Regions from separate parts of the Macaca mulatta genome. Here region 2 is linked to region 1. A link is a contact called in public Hi-C data. All regions are on one chromosome and are shown on one strand. The core of a region is the stretch at or near the end of the contact, and the rest is flanking DNA. Distances in the headings are between cores, read along the strand shown.

Evidence for each region. Hi-C and Micro-C count contacts between places; a contact is called where the count stands out from the background.
Region 2: a contact with region 1 is called in a Hi-C map of fetal cortex germinal zone, with 2.4 times the contacts expected there. The contact joins the promoter of SPRTN here to the promoter of TSNAX in region 1. A contact is called at or near these places in 3 of 14 Hi-C or Micro-C datasets (CD4 T cells, blood and fetal cortex germinal zone).

The regions. Positions count from the first base shown.
Region 1 is chr1:17,497,093-17,504,274 of T2T-MMU8v2.0, reverse strand. It overlaps TSNAX (translin associated factor X), which reads left to right and starts at 4,385. Exons shown (of 6, transcript NM_001261354.1): 1 at 4,385-4,551; 2 at 4,980-5,084. The coding sequence starts at 4,536.
Region 2 is chr1:17,692,949-17,700,130 of T2T-MMU8v2.0, reverse strand. SPRTN (SprT-like N-terminal domain) reads left to right here and starts at 3,884. Exons shown (of 4, transcript XM_028849709.2): 1 at 3,884-4,194; 2 at 5,361-5,460. The coding sequence starts at 3,974. EXOC8 (exocyst complex component 8) reads right to left here and starts at 3,419. Exons shown (of 1, transcript NM_001258061.1): 1 at 823-3,419. The coding sequence starts at 3,329. The coding sequence ends at 1,152.

The DNA of each region.
Region 1 (7,182 bases), core at 3,136-5,635:
TCTTCTTCAATATCAGCTTCTCTCTCTTGTGTTATAAAACCGGAACATCATTTTCTCCTACTATATCCTAGCATTGCTTGAAAAATAAATCTTTGAATTTATTCACCATAAAGGTAATGTGTACACTTCACAGTATCACTCTGGATCCCATAGATATCTTTTAAATATTATGGTTATCTTTTAAAAAACAGGAACTCCAGATTCTTACAATTCCCCATGATCTCTTCTACCCCAGGATTTAGTTATTTATGTAATAACTAAATAAGGGAAATGCTGAAACAGATAATCTCTTAATTATGTTCTTCTCTTTACTCAATTATATGATTTTCTTTCAATATCCAAAACCAGTTTTTTTTAATTTTTTTTTTATTTTTGAGGTGAAGTCTTGCTCTGTGGCCCAGGCTGGAGGTCAGCGGCGCTATCTGGGTTTAGTGCAACCTCCACCCTCTGGGTTCTAGTGATTCTCCTGCCTCAGCCTCTGGGGATTACAGGCACATGCCACCACACCCAAATAATTTTTGTATTTTTTAGGAGAGTGTTTCACCATGTTGGCCAGGCTGGTCTCGAACTCCTGGCCTCAAATGATCCACCTGCCTTGGTCTCCCAAACCAGTTTTGATATGCGATTTTTCTCTTAATCTAATGGTGACAAATGAGAGGATTTATGAACTGAATAACAACCATGCAACTGAAAGGCTTAGAGCTTCATTCAGAGCCAAATATAGGCAATTAGAATGCAACTGGAGGCCAGGCACAGTGGCTCACTGTAATCCCAGCACTTTGGGAGGCCTAGGCAGGTGGATCACTTGAGCCCAGGAGTTTGAGACCAGCCTGGGCAATATGGCGAAACCCTGTCTCCACAAAATAGAGAAAAAAAAATTAGCCATGCATAGTAGCATGCGCCTGTAGTCCCAACAACCTGCGAGGCTGAGGTGGGAGGATCACTGGAGCCCGAGGAGGTCAAGGTTGTAGTGAGTGAGCCGTGGACTGCAGCTTGGGTGACAGAGTGAAACTGTTTAAAAAAAAAAAAAAAAAAAAAAAAAAGCAAGTAAAATCAACATCAGAGATAAGATGTTACTAAAAATCTTTACCTTCGTCTCCCTGACTTGGGGTGGTAGTCTTACTTTAAAAACAAACAAAAAACTGTTTTGCCAAGTACCAAAACTATGTTTACATCTGAAGCAATAAAACAAGGAGACAGGGTAGGGATGCAGGTTGTTACAGACATTGAAATCTATTTCCTGACAAAGGAGTAGCTACAAGCTGGGACACCTGGGGAAGCCTGGGGTAAATGCATATGCAAATAAGTGCTGAGAAAGTGCTCCTGGGATTCACCTCCCTTAAATACTTTCGGAAGTCATTATGGGTTATGAAACTTAGTGTTCTAATCATCATATTTACGGGAAAGAGTGGAAAGCAGTTCAGGTAACATAGCTGTAGTTGAACAGGGTAGGGCAGTAGTGGCTGGAGAAAGAAAAGAAATACAGTTGATCCAGGCTTTGGAAAGTTGAAATCTTGGGATGTGCTATTCCAGGAGAGTTAGGAAAAATACGCTTTCCTTCAATTATGGTACGGTAAAGTAAGTATTGACTCCGAAAATGTTCATAAGTACTGGCTTCCTTGGATCTAGAGGGAGTCATATTAAAATGGCTAGATTTGTATCAGAGCTGTCTTTTTTTTCTTTTTGGCATGATCAAGTCATTTCTAATCAGAGTAGGGGGAACACTGGTAGATGAGACGTCACTCAAATTCATGACAATTATTTGTTCAACATCCACAAAGCAAGTAGCCCAACAAGCAAGGTCCCCAGGAGCCTACTTTATCCTCAAGGAATCTGCTTAGTTAATTCACGTATTCCCAGAGCTGCAGAGGTATGAGTGGTGGTTACCTTCCTGCCAGAGCAGAACGTGCCTTGTAGTTACTGCCATATTCTAGCCAAGTTATTTCATTTACTGTTCCTTTGTTCCTAAATTAACAAGGAGAAAAGACTGTATACAACACATGACTACAATATAAAGGTTATTTAGAGAAAGCTTAAAATGTACTTGTGTTTTCTCTACTAGGCCTAGGGCATCCCACTTACCAAGCCTTGGCCTAAGTTTCTCTCTAGACGGTGCTGAATTGCCACCTAGTTACCCATCCTGAGGCCAGTGAGAGGTGACAACATGCTAGCAGCCCTTGCTCTTGGCACCTTCTTGGTCTCGGCATCCACTCTGGTGGTGCTTGAAGAGCCCTTCAACCTGCCACTGCACTGTGGGAACCCCTCTCTGGGCTGGCAGAGGCGGGAGCCGGCTCTCTCTGCTTGCCAGGAGATGTGGAGAGGCTCTGGCAGGAACCGGGGCTGCTCACAGGCCAGCGGAAGTTCTGGTGGGCGCGGGCTTCGCTGGCCCGCAGAGCGGCCAGCAGGCGCCGCTGGCCCAGGACAGTGAGGGGCTTAGCACCCGGACCAGCAGCTGCGGAGGTTGTGCCTGGTCTCCCAGCACCCCGGGCGCTGCGCTCAAATTCTCAACGGGCCTCAGCTGCCTCCCTGCAGGGCAGGGTTCAGGACCTGCAGCCCGCCATGCCCAAGCTCCCCCTCCGCCGCGGTCTCCCGTGCGGCCCAAGCCTCCCCGATGGGCGCCACCCCCTGCTCCATGGCGCCCAGCCCCATCGAGTGCCCAAAAGCTGAGGAGCACAGGTGTTGCTCAGGACTGGCGGGCAGCTCCGCCTGCAGCCCTGGTGCAGGATCCACTGGGTGAGGTCAGCAGGGCTGGTGGCGACCTGGGGAACTTTTATGTCCAGCTGAGGGATGTAAACACACCAATCAGCACTCTGCATCTAGCTCAGGGTTTGTAAATACACCAATCAGTACTCTGTGTCTAGCTCAAGGTTTGTAAATACACCAATTGGTACTCTGTATCTAACTAACCTAGTGGGGACTTGGATAACTTTTCTGTCTAGCTAGAGGATTGTAAATGCACCAATCAGCACTCTGTCAAAATGGACCAATCAGCACTGTCAAAATGGACCAATCAGCTCTCTGTAAAATGGACCAATCAGCAGGATGTGGGTGGGATCACATAAGGAAATAAAAGCAGGCGGGGCGGGGAGGGGGGTTTTTTCTGTATTGTGGAAGGTTTGTTCTTTCTCTCTTTGTGATGAACTCTTGCTGCTGCTTACTCTTTGGATTCATGCTGCCTCATGAGCTGTAACACTGTGAACCAAGGTCTGCAGCTTCACTCCTGAAGTCAGTGAGACCATGAACCCACCAGAAGGAAGAAGGTCCAGACACATCTGAACATCTGAAGGAGCAAATTCCAGACACACCATCTTTAAGAACTGTAACACTCACTGCAGGGGTCTGCGGCTTCATTCTTGAAGTCATGGAGACCGAGAACCCACCAATTCTGGACACACCAGGAACGTGATTCTTCAACAAACGTTGACGGAGGCTTACATGGGGCCAGACCACAGCACTGAAAAGCACTGGGGCTAGTGGGGGAACAAAGTCTAGATATGGCAGTAGCTGCCCATAATGAGAGACCCACAGTTTAGTGGAATACACCTATTACCTTTCTTTCATTTTGTGTGGGAGAGAAGTATGGTATTTAATATTTAATTGAGCAGTTATATGTGAAAGAGCATCTTCGTGAGCCTTAACTCCTTTCATCCTCAAATAACCCTACAAGGCAGGTATTCTATCCCTATGTTACAGATAAGGAAACTGAGGCAGAGAAATTGCATGCTTCATCAAGGTCACACAACCACTCCGTGAGGCAAACTGAACACAGGCTGTCTGGCTCCTGAGAGCCAGTGGGGAGGAGGGAGACCCGAAGGGCAGGCTTGATCTTCCTGAAAACAGTACCAGCACCATCCACTGATCGATTCGCATATTTCCATCACTTAAAGCTCCTGGCCTCACTGCCAGGAATAGAAAGTTAAAAAAACTCCTAGCTCTGTAAGGTTTTGCCTGGATCCTGAAAAAAACCTTCCCACGTGCTCCGAGGAGCTCCAGGGAGGCCTCCCTTCTTTCTCACAACCCTGGCCCGGGGCACCAGAGGGCCTGCTCCCGCGGACGAACTACAACCCCCACAATGCACCGCGCGGAAAGCTGGGTCCCCGCTGAGGGAAGGGTAAGGTGTCCCGAAGGTCCCTTCATTAAAAAATTACGTACTTTTTTTTACGTCGCTTTCCCACGATCACACAGATCTCAGTTCCAGGAAGACGCATCGTCTTTTTATTAATAGTACATGCTGTGAGTCGTGTAGAGTAGTTTTTGTCTTCAGGCATAGCAGAGGGCGGCCGCGATAATACACAGTCGCGGGCGTCCCTGGACCACGCGGGGCTCGGAGCCAGCAGCAGCGGCCTCCCTCCGCCCCCACCGGACGCAGGCCGGAAGTACGCGACGGGAGACTTCCGGCCACTGCGTTGTAGTCGCCGGGCTGCAGAGCGGTCTTCCGCCGGCTGTTTTCCCAGGCTAGCTGGGCCTGTACCTCGCGCACTCCTCTGGCTCCTGGTCCTTCAGTCTCCGCTCGTCTCACCGTAGGCTGTGACGACATGAGCAACAAAGAAGGTGGCGTCCTCAACAACACGGGGCGTTATTTATCCAGAGGGGGAGGTTCTCCACTCTTTCTATGCCGTTTTCCCCTTTTCACTCTTGAAGGATGCCTTCGTGCCTTGCAGACTCGGGGGCGGCAGCTCTGGTTCTCTCCCCGGCCAGATTGGCCCTGTTTACACCTCCTTTTTTATTAAATCTTTGAGGTGTGATTTTATCCTAGTTTAGTAGTTGCTGTAATGCCAGATCATAGCACTAGTTGGTGGAAGCTTGGATGGTTTGCGTGGAAAGGCCTGGGCAGCGTCTCTGTCAGTCTGCGGAGAAAGCCTCTAAGGCGAGGGCCCTGTGCGTGTCTGGTTTTAAAGCAAGGAGAACGTTTGCCTATGTTCTGTTTTGCAAACTGTTGGTGATGGAAGATCTCTAACTTTTTTTCTTCTCTATATAAGGATCAGGAGGGTTCAGGAAAAGGAAACATGACAATTTCCCACATAACCAAAGAAGAGAAGGGAAGGATGTTAATTCATCTTCACCAGTGATGTTGGCCTTTAAATGTAAGTTCTCTGCAATGTAAGTTGATGAAGGGGAGAGAACAAAATTATGTAGCCATGATTATGCGCAAGAAAACAGTCCCTAAGAATGTGGATGTGAAACTTTAGCTGGAAGTTTTGTGATGGTGCTAGAACTACCCTAAAAGTCTGGATTACAAAGGCCTTCACTTTTATGTCCCATTAAGAGAAATATTAATATTAGTAATCAGGTAAACATGACTTAAACACAAGAAACAGTAAACATTAGCTAATATTAGACATGTCACATACTCAAGAATTGTGTACCTGATAATATTTATTCATCTGTTATATGCTAAAATATATTTTCATTTATTGTGTATCCTCTACTAGGCTTGAAGTCAAGGAGGGTATCTTTGTTTTAACTAACACTTTGCACAGAATAGGAGCTTGTATCTATTAGTACATCTTGTGTGTCTATATACACAGATTTTCACAGTCCTCTTTTCTCAGCATATTAACTTGGACAAGTTATTCCTCATTTCAAAACAAACATAAAACAAAGTTCTCTTCCTTTTGTCCTCCTCTTATCCACTATCCTGTACCTTACATTTCTGTGATTAAGGAATCTGGGAAGGGCTTAGCTGGTTGATTCTGATTTGCAATCACCTGAAACCTTGATTGGGGCTGAAGGATCCACAGCTGTTGACAGTTCAGGCCTTTTGCCTGCAACCAGCTCTCTGTTCCTGTCCACATGAACTTGTGCTGCTTGGGTGTCCTTTGGTGTGGCATCTGGTCTCCTTCAGAGAGAGTGCAAGGAGGAAACCACAGTCTCCTTATGTCCTAATCTTAAACATCAGACACTGTCATTTTGTCACATTTTATATATTAGATAAAAACTGTCTCAGGTTGAAGGGGAAGGAAATTATGTCCTACCCTTTGGAGGAAGGAGTCTCAAGTGTTTTGTGGATATATTTTAAAACCACCACAGTATCTACTGTGATCTTCAGAAGTTTAAGACAGCTGGCTGTAATTGAATAAAGAGCATACGGATACAGAAGGTGGAGTTGCGGCTGGGCGTGGTGACTCACGCCTGTAATCCCAGCACTTTGGGAGGCCAAGGCAGGTGAATCACGAGGTCATGAGTTTGAGACCAGCCTGGCCAACATGGTGAAACCCTGTCTCTACTGAAAATACAAAAAATTAGCTGGGCGTGGTGGCGGGCGCCTGTAGTCCCAGCTACTTGGGAGGCTGAGGCAGTAGAATCGCTTGAACCGGAAACACCGAGGTTGCAGTGAGCCCAGATCGCGCCATTGCATTACAGTCCCGGCGACAGAGTGAGACTCCATCTCAAAAAGAAGAAAAAGAAGGTGGAGTTGCTTCTAAGGTGGTGTCCTCATTACCTGTCTGCTGAACTACAATTTTCTTTTTTTTTTTTTTTTTTGAGACAGAGTCTCACTCTGTCTCATGCCTGGCTAATTTAAAAAAATTTTTATTGTAGAGACAAGGTTTTGCCATGTTGCTTAGGCTGGTCTTGAACTCCTGAGCTCAAGCAGTCCGCCTGCCTCGGCCTCCCAAAGTGCTGGGATTACAGGCATGAGCCACTGCGCGTGGCCTGAACTACAATTTTCTTTAAGACCTAGGTCAAGTAGCTTCTTTCCTATGAACCCGTTCTGATTTTTCTCTAAAGCCGACTTAGTGACCATCATGAAATATTGAGTATCTGCTATGTTGTACCATGTATTAGTAGTGAATAAGAAACATGGTTTCTGCTTTCCTAAGTTTTTTACATATATTTGTTATAGCATCATTACATTCTATTTGTTTACAACTCTGTCCCTTATATAGGACTGAGCTCCTTGAGGATAGGAACTCTACCTTATCTAACTTTATGTTCATAGTATCTGACTTACAGTGGTCATTAATGTAGCCATAATAAATAATACATATTGATTATGTTAACCCTGGCCTAATTATTATCTTAGTAATAAGAGACTAGATATATTTAGGTCCTTGTCAGCTACTAATTTAGTTAATAGTTTAAGTTCTCTTTTTTCAGTTCATGCAGTATACATGATTGAGCGTTTCCTATAGGCCAGGCAACATGTGGGGCAGTGCAGTGAAAAGACTTTGGAAATAAAGG
Region 2 (7,182 bases), core at 2,635-5,134, 200 kb before region 1:
GGCCACTATATATCCTACCCTGAATGGGGGAGGATGGGACAGCTGTATCTCAAACTGAAGCAGTGGCAGCTAAAACCTGGCAACTGCTGCCAGAGTCCCCAATGTGTCCTGCCTATTATTATTTTTTAAAATGTGACAAAGGCAAAAGCTACAGTTGGAAACTCACGCAATTTAGAAATATGTTGAAAAATTTTATTACAGTCCTTAGGATTTCCAAGTAAACGCTCCTGAATCAAGTATTACAAAGCTGCTAATTAGCAACTGAAAATTAGCCATTCAAATAATATTAGAAATAGTTGCTGAATTGTTTTTATGAAAGCTTCCTCTTGGATTCTGTAAGGATCAGAGTATCTGAATCCACACACCAGCTAGTTTCAAGAAAGAACTCTTTTGACTAAAACTTACCCTAAAACCAATTTTCCCAACGCTTTTCTTTTTCCCAAATAGTCCAACGTTTTGAGGAGAAATAAATGAGGCAGGGTGTTTTATACTGCACTGTACCCTTTAGGAAACCTTTTAGTGAACTGGGAAAATTTTCACAACATAAACTCTATGTTTATAGATATTATTACTCTGCTGTATAATATATACTGTGCGGAAAAAAAAAAGAAGAAAGAAAACACTAGCCTGGGCAACATGGTAAAACCCCATCTCTACAAAAAATACAAAAATTAGCTGGGTATGGTGGTGCCAGCCTGTGGTTCCAGCTACATGGGAGGCTGAGGTGAGAGGATTGCCTGGGCCTGGGAGGTCAAGGCTGCAGTTAGTTGTGACGTTGCCACTGTACTCCAGCCTGGGCAACAGGGTGAGACCCTGTCTCAAAAAAAAAAAAAAAAAACCAAAAAGTGTTTTATCAAAGGATGAAACTGAAATGCTATAGTGTATAGTGTGACCATAATTTCAGAAGAGAATCAGCATAATTTAAAAGGATAGCTAGCATACTATATGTTTTAATAATTCCAGTATTTTTGTTATTTGGGCTTAATTTAACTTCTTTTCCTCTTTTTGATTTTTGTATTCTAAGAGGGCACTTTTAATTTTCAAGTTGTGTTTGAAACTATAAAGAGTATGCTAATACAACTTAATATAAATATAAATAATATATAAGCGCTCTCTCTATATATATACATACATATAAACAGACCCAAGCATTAGACCACTGATGTTGTACTTTCAGGATTCACACGAATAAGTCTAGATGCATTCCTCAGATCTTGGAGTTGCTTGGCAGGTTTCCCCACACCTTCTTCAAACCTTTTCTCCACCACAGGGAGGACTGTTTCATATAAGAAGGATGCATTCTGTCTGATAAAAGCTTTCTTCTCTGGATCCTGCTCACATCGAAGACTATAATCCACATGCTGAACAGCAACCAAAATGATTTCCACCAGGCTCTCCAAAAGTACCATGTGCAGCTCTGGGAAATACAGCTTCAGAGCCTCTTCCAAGAAGCCCATGGTCTGTTTGGTGAAAGCAACCACTGTGTAACTTAGGTTCACCCAGCAGTCATGCCCTGTGTACTGCTCAAAGTTACTTACCCCACAGCTTTTCATCTCTTCTTTGAGCTTCCCCAGGGCTTCTGGCGTCATCAAGTTCATCCTTCTCCACATCTCTTCAGAGTTGCGATGTTTAGTGGCTTCAATGATGATTTCTTTGTAACTGTGCAAGGCCCCTTGGATGTCTTTCACCAGAAGGGCATGGATGATGAAGGTGAGGTCCAGTCCGATATCACCCAGTTGCTGGCAATGCTCCTTAGCCACTTTTACACACTCAGCTGCTGTTGAGAGGCTCTCCTTACTATCAAACACCTGCTTGCTGAAAGCATCCACGAACATGCCCATGGCTGATCTTGCCCAGACCACAAAGGCGGAGTAGCAGCCGCTGTCAGTGCCTGCAAAATCAATCTCAAATTCTCTTGCAGTCTCAAGAAGGCTGGTAAAGAAGACATGGCACAGCTTATGAATATAGAGTAAAGTGGCGCCTTCAATGCGAAGCTGACGAATTGCTGTATGAACAGCGGCTGCCCTGTTTCTCAAAAATAGCTCACAGGCCTTCGTGCACTGGCCCAGCCGGATCAGTTGCGAAACTGCTCTGCGAGTAGCCTTGGGACCACCTCTCAGGGAACGATCTGGGGAGAGTTCGAAAACCAGCACCTCAGTGAGCTGTCGAACTCGCTCCTCCACTTTGGCCCTTAGTTCTTTTACAGGAGGTGGGCTAGGCTTATCTTCCAGGTAATGGTTCAATTTATCCAGCAGGTCAACAGCCCCTTCAAAGTCCCTCTGCGCAATGCAGACATCCAGGTCTTCAGGTAACTCCTGGATCCATTCCATGGAGAGGTCCACGTTCTCTTCCTCTACCTCAGGAACAGCTGGCTCTTCTTCTTCGTCATCCTCAAATGGGTTAGTGGCCTTGGAAGTCACTTGGGGTGGCCCTCGAGGGGCCGCTGCCTCCTCCTGCTCCCTTCGCCTTTTCTCACTGAGGGCTCTCTTGGTCTCCTCCAGCACTTCCAGCCACTCTCGTTTTATTTTAGCATTTTCGGCCTGGAAAATACGGCTCTCGGGGAACATAAGCAGCTTGAACATGTCCTTCATGGGCGGGTTGTCCTTGACATTGACTACGGCCAAACCATCTAGGGAATAGAGAGCGTTGTAGCGATACATCCCCCGCCGCTGCGGCAGCCAGGTAGCCACCAACAAACAATCGTTCATGAGAAAGCCGTGCACCCGCTGCAGTTGGGCCATGTGGTCGGCATCGTATTCCACTAGGTCCCCGTTGTACACCAGGTACTGTCCCGGCGTCTCCAGCAAATGCCTGCAGCCTTCCACCTTCTCAAGCAGGGTGGTGAGAGTGCGCTGCTTTCCTTCCTCGCCTGGACCGGAGCCGTCGCGGGAGGCGCCACCGGGGGTGGAGAAAAAACCGGCCTGGCCTCGGAGGTGGTCTCGGCCCCCCGCCCCACCGACTCCCTCCTCCCCGCCAGACGCGGCAGCGGCTCCGGCGGCAGCTGCGGCAGGCAGCAACGTAAGCGGGATGCTCTCCAGGCTGCTCTTCTGCTCCGTCAGCAGGTGGCTGAGCTGGTACATCTCGCTCTCCAGGTAGGAGATCTCACGGGCCGTCTCTATGAACTGCCGGTAGTTCTGGTAGACGTTGCGCTTCAGGTTCTGCGCCGTCTCCTCCGCCAGCGCCTGGATGCGCTGCCGGTGCTCCTGGAGGTCCCGGTCCCCATCCGACTGCTGCGAGAGCTGCTTCACGTACAGCCGCGCCTCAAAACCCCCTGACTCCAGCTGCCGACGCAGGCGGCTCGCCCCACTGTCCGACATCGCCATCGCCATTTCCGTCCGGGTCTCACGCACTCACTGTCACTATCGGCGCCGCAGCCGCCGCGGCTGTCTACACCCACCCAAGACCCACCGAGCTCCTGGGCTGAGGAAGCAGGAATTGGAACAAGACGAGTGCGCCTGCGCCGGGTCTGAGCGTCAGACACTGCGCCTGCGCAAGGGGCCAGGCGCAGACATTGCGCCTGCGCAGGAATGCCATCAGTTAAGGCGCATGCGCCGGAGGAGCTAGTGCGGAAGTGAGTGGAGAGGCCGAGAGCAATTTGAGTACTGCGCATGAACCGAGCGTGACGTTGAGGTTTGAAATAACCGGCAAAGAGTAAAGGCTGGAACTAGCTTCCTGAAAGCTTCGTAGGGCCGGTGCCCTGTGAGCCCAGGTTCTGCGCCCACTAGGAGGTGTCGTGCTGACTGCTTGTTTTAAAGCCCTAGAATCTTGGCTTCGGCGTTTGGGGTAAGCGCCGTTCTCGTTCACGTTCTCTTTCTCAAGCGAGTTTCCGCGAACTCTCGCGGGATTGACTGGCCGTCTCGAGAGCCGGTATCTCCTAGGAGCTAGTCCTGGTCCTCCGCTAGGCGGCTTGGGGTCGCAGCCTAACTCGGAGCCAGCCTGACACCGGCGGATCCCGCCTGTGATCCTGGCAACGATGGACGATGACCTGATGTTGGCCCTGCGGCTTCAGGAGGAGTGGAACTTGCAGGAGGCGGAGCGCGATCAGGCCCAGGAGTCCCTGTCGCTAGTGGACGCGTCGTGGGAGTTGGTGGACCCCACACCGGACTTGCAGGCCCTGTTTGTTCAGTTTAACGACCAGTTCTTCTGGGGCCAGCTGGAGGCCGTCGAGGTGAAGTGGAGCGTGCGAATGACCCTGTGAGTTCCGAGCCCCGCTGGGGAAAGAGGCGGGACTGGCAGTTCTCCTGCAGCCCCCGGTCCTGGTCTTCTCTCCTTTCTCTGGTCCGACGGTCCCAGGGGGCATTAAATGAGGGGGGAGTCTGGTTTTGGACCTGGCAATTCCTGCCTTGGCGTATTTCTCTTTTTCTTACCTTTTCTCCCACTCGAAAAATAAGAAAGCTGTGTAGACCCCACCGCCACGGTTGGACTCAGGGCCCTAACGAGAAAAGAGATTTGTGTTTGAATCTCACTAAACTTGAAAATAACAAGTTCCTGATTTGCCTTATGATAGTGCTGTAGGACCCTGAAGGGAAAAGCAACCAAATCTGCCCCTAAGAAAGTGCTGAGGACGCAGAGTAACCTCCAAAGGATGTGCGTTCCCCTCCTCTCTTTCCCGTTAGGAACCCACTTTAGTGAGCTCGTGTGTTGCAGTGGGGATCTTCAGTGATGCTTTTAAAACGATTCTTTTTCTACATGCTAAATTTGAGAAATCCTTATTTGAAATAATAATCTACTCCTGCACGTGAATAGGGTGAAGTTTAAGATACAGTTGTATACCACCAGCATGCTTGTTTTTGAGTTGACAGAAAACAACCTACAAACAAATTAAGATATCATATTAAATTGTGTTTAAAGTACCAATCTCCTTTATACAGGCGTCTGTTATCATTTTGGAGATACACTATTGGAGATACCTGCTTGTTAATAACACCAAACTGTGATTTGTCGTAAGGAGACTGGGAGTAGCAGAATGGGATTGCCTTCGAGCTGTTGCAGCCTAGCTAGGGCAAGGGAAGCTGCAGTTGGGCCATGTGGTCCGCATCGTATTCCACTAGGTCCCCGTTGTACACCAGGTACTGTCCTGGCGTCTCTATCAGGTGCCTGCAGCCTTCCACCTTCTCAAGCAGGGTGGTGAGAGGGCGCTGCTTTCCTTCCTCGCCTGGCCGGGGAGCCATCGCGGGAGGCGCCCCCGGGGGCTGTAACTAATTAATTGGGTGAAATGCAAGTATCTGCTAACCAAGGGGGTATACTCTCAAGAAAGCCATCTGCCAAATGAGTTCTCTTAGTGTGCACTGCCCAAGAATGTGTAAGGACTTGGGCGTATTTGGTCAATGTAACACATTTTTATGGTGATTGTTTTCTAGGTGTGCTGGGATATGCAGCTATGAAGGGAAGGGTGGAATGTGTTCCATCCGTCTCAGCGAACCCCTTTTAAAGTTGAGACCAAGAAAGGATCTTGTAGAGGTATTTTTCATGTAAACTTGCTTCCTAGCTCAGTAATTTACAAATGCTTGTCATTGATTTAGACTGCTGTGAATTCACCTGTATGTATCTTTTAAAAAGTCTCTTTGCCCTCAGTGCAAACTTGAATTATGGGGCAAATAATAATGAACACCTTATGTTTTTTATAGTGCTTCATAGTGGGAAAAAAAAAGGCTTCTAGAGGCCGGGTGCGGTGGCTCACGCTTGTAATCCCAGCACTTTGGGAGGCCGATGCGGGTGGATCACGAGGTCGGAAGATCGAGAACATCCTGACCAACACGGTGAAACCCCGTCTCTACTAAAAAAAAAAAAAAAAAAAAAAAAAAAAAAAAGCCGAGCGTGGTGGCGGGCGCCTGTAGTCTCAGCTACTCGGGAGGCTGAGGCAGGAGAATGGTGTGAACCTGGGAGGCGGAGCTTGCAGTGAGCCGAGATTGCACCACTGCACTCCAGCCTGGGCTACAGAGCCAGACTCCATCTTAAAAAAAAAAAAAAAAAAAGGCTTCTAGGTATATTATCTGCTTTGATTGTACAACAGCCCTGTTGATGTTCATGTGTTGCTATTTTCATTTTTATGAGTAAAGAAATTAAGGTTCAGAAAGGTGAAGTAACTGGCTTAAGTTATGTATTTAGAAGCAGAGAAAACAGGATCCACATCTTCCTGTTGAGAAACACAAATTTTCATTCTCCTCAGTTGGGCTGCCACACTGCTGTGTGCTCAGGACACCTAGCCGAGCTGGCAGCAGAAACCAGTGTGCGTGCACGCTTCACATTTAGAGCTGGTACTTCTGCTAGCAGAATGGAGCAGTGGGAGCTGAGGCAGGAGGATCTCTTGAACCCAGGAGGTGGTGGTTGCAGTGAGCTGAGACTGCGCGATTGCACTCCAGCCTGGGCAATAAGAGCGAAATTCCGTCTCAAAAAAACCCAAAAAAACAAAAAATCTGTACAAAAGAGCAGGGTGGTAGTTTCTCAGCATGGGGTGGGAAACATATTAAAACATGCTTGGAGATGAGAGATGCTGTTTTTAAGGATAATAAAAGGCAGTGGATTACATGACAATGTGAATATACTCAACACCGAACTGTACACATAAAAATGGGTACGATGGGGAATTTTGTTAATTTTTTTTTACCACAATTTGTTTAAAAAATAGCTACTAAATGTAAAATGGTACAGTAGAAATACTTGATGAATGAAAAAGAACAAAGCTCAGATGATACAAAGAGAAAGGTAGGTGTAAACAAAGTATCAATAATTAAATGTCAGTGGACTAAACACTCCATTAAATACATGGAATGGCATGCTTACAGTAAAGACACACTTATATTAAAAGGATGAGGAAAAGTAATCATCCAAACACTTATCAGCAGAAAACTATTGTGGCTATAAGGTTGAGTACTCATTATCCAAAGTGTTTGGGACCAGAAGTGTTTCAGATTTCAGATTTTTTTTTTTTAATTTGGAATGTTTGCACAATACTTACTGGTTGAGCTTTCCTAATCCAAAAGTCCCAAATCTGAAATGGCTTTAGTGTGCATTTCCTTAGAACATAGCCTTTAAGCATCTTGTAAGTGCTCAAAAAGTTTTGGATTTTGGAGCATTTCAGATGTTGGATTGTCAAATTAGGGATGTTCAACCAGTATTAGTATCAGACTGAAGACTTCAAGGGAAGAAGTTTTACTAGAGGAAAAGTGGGATATTTTATAA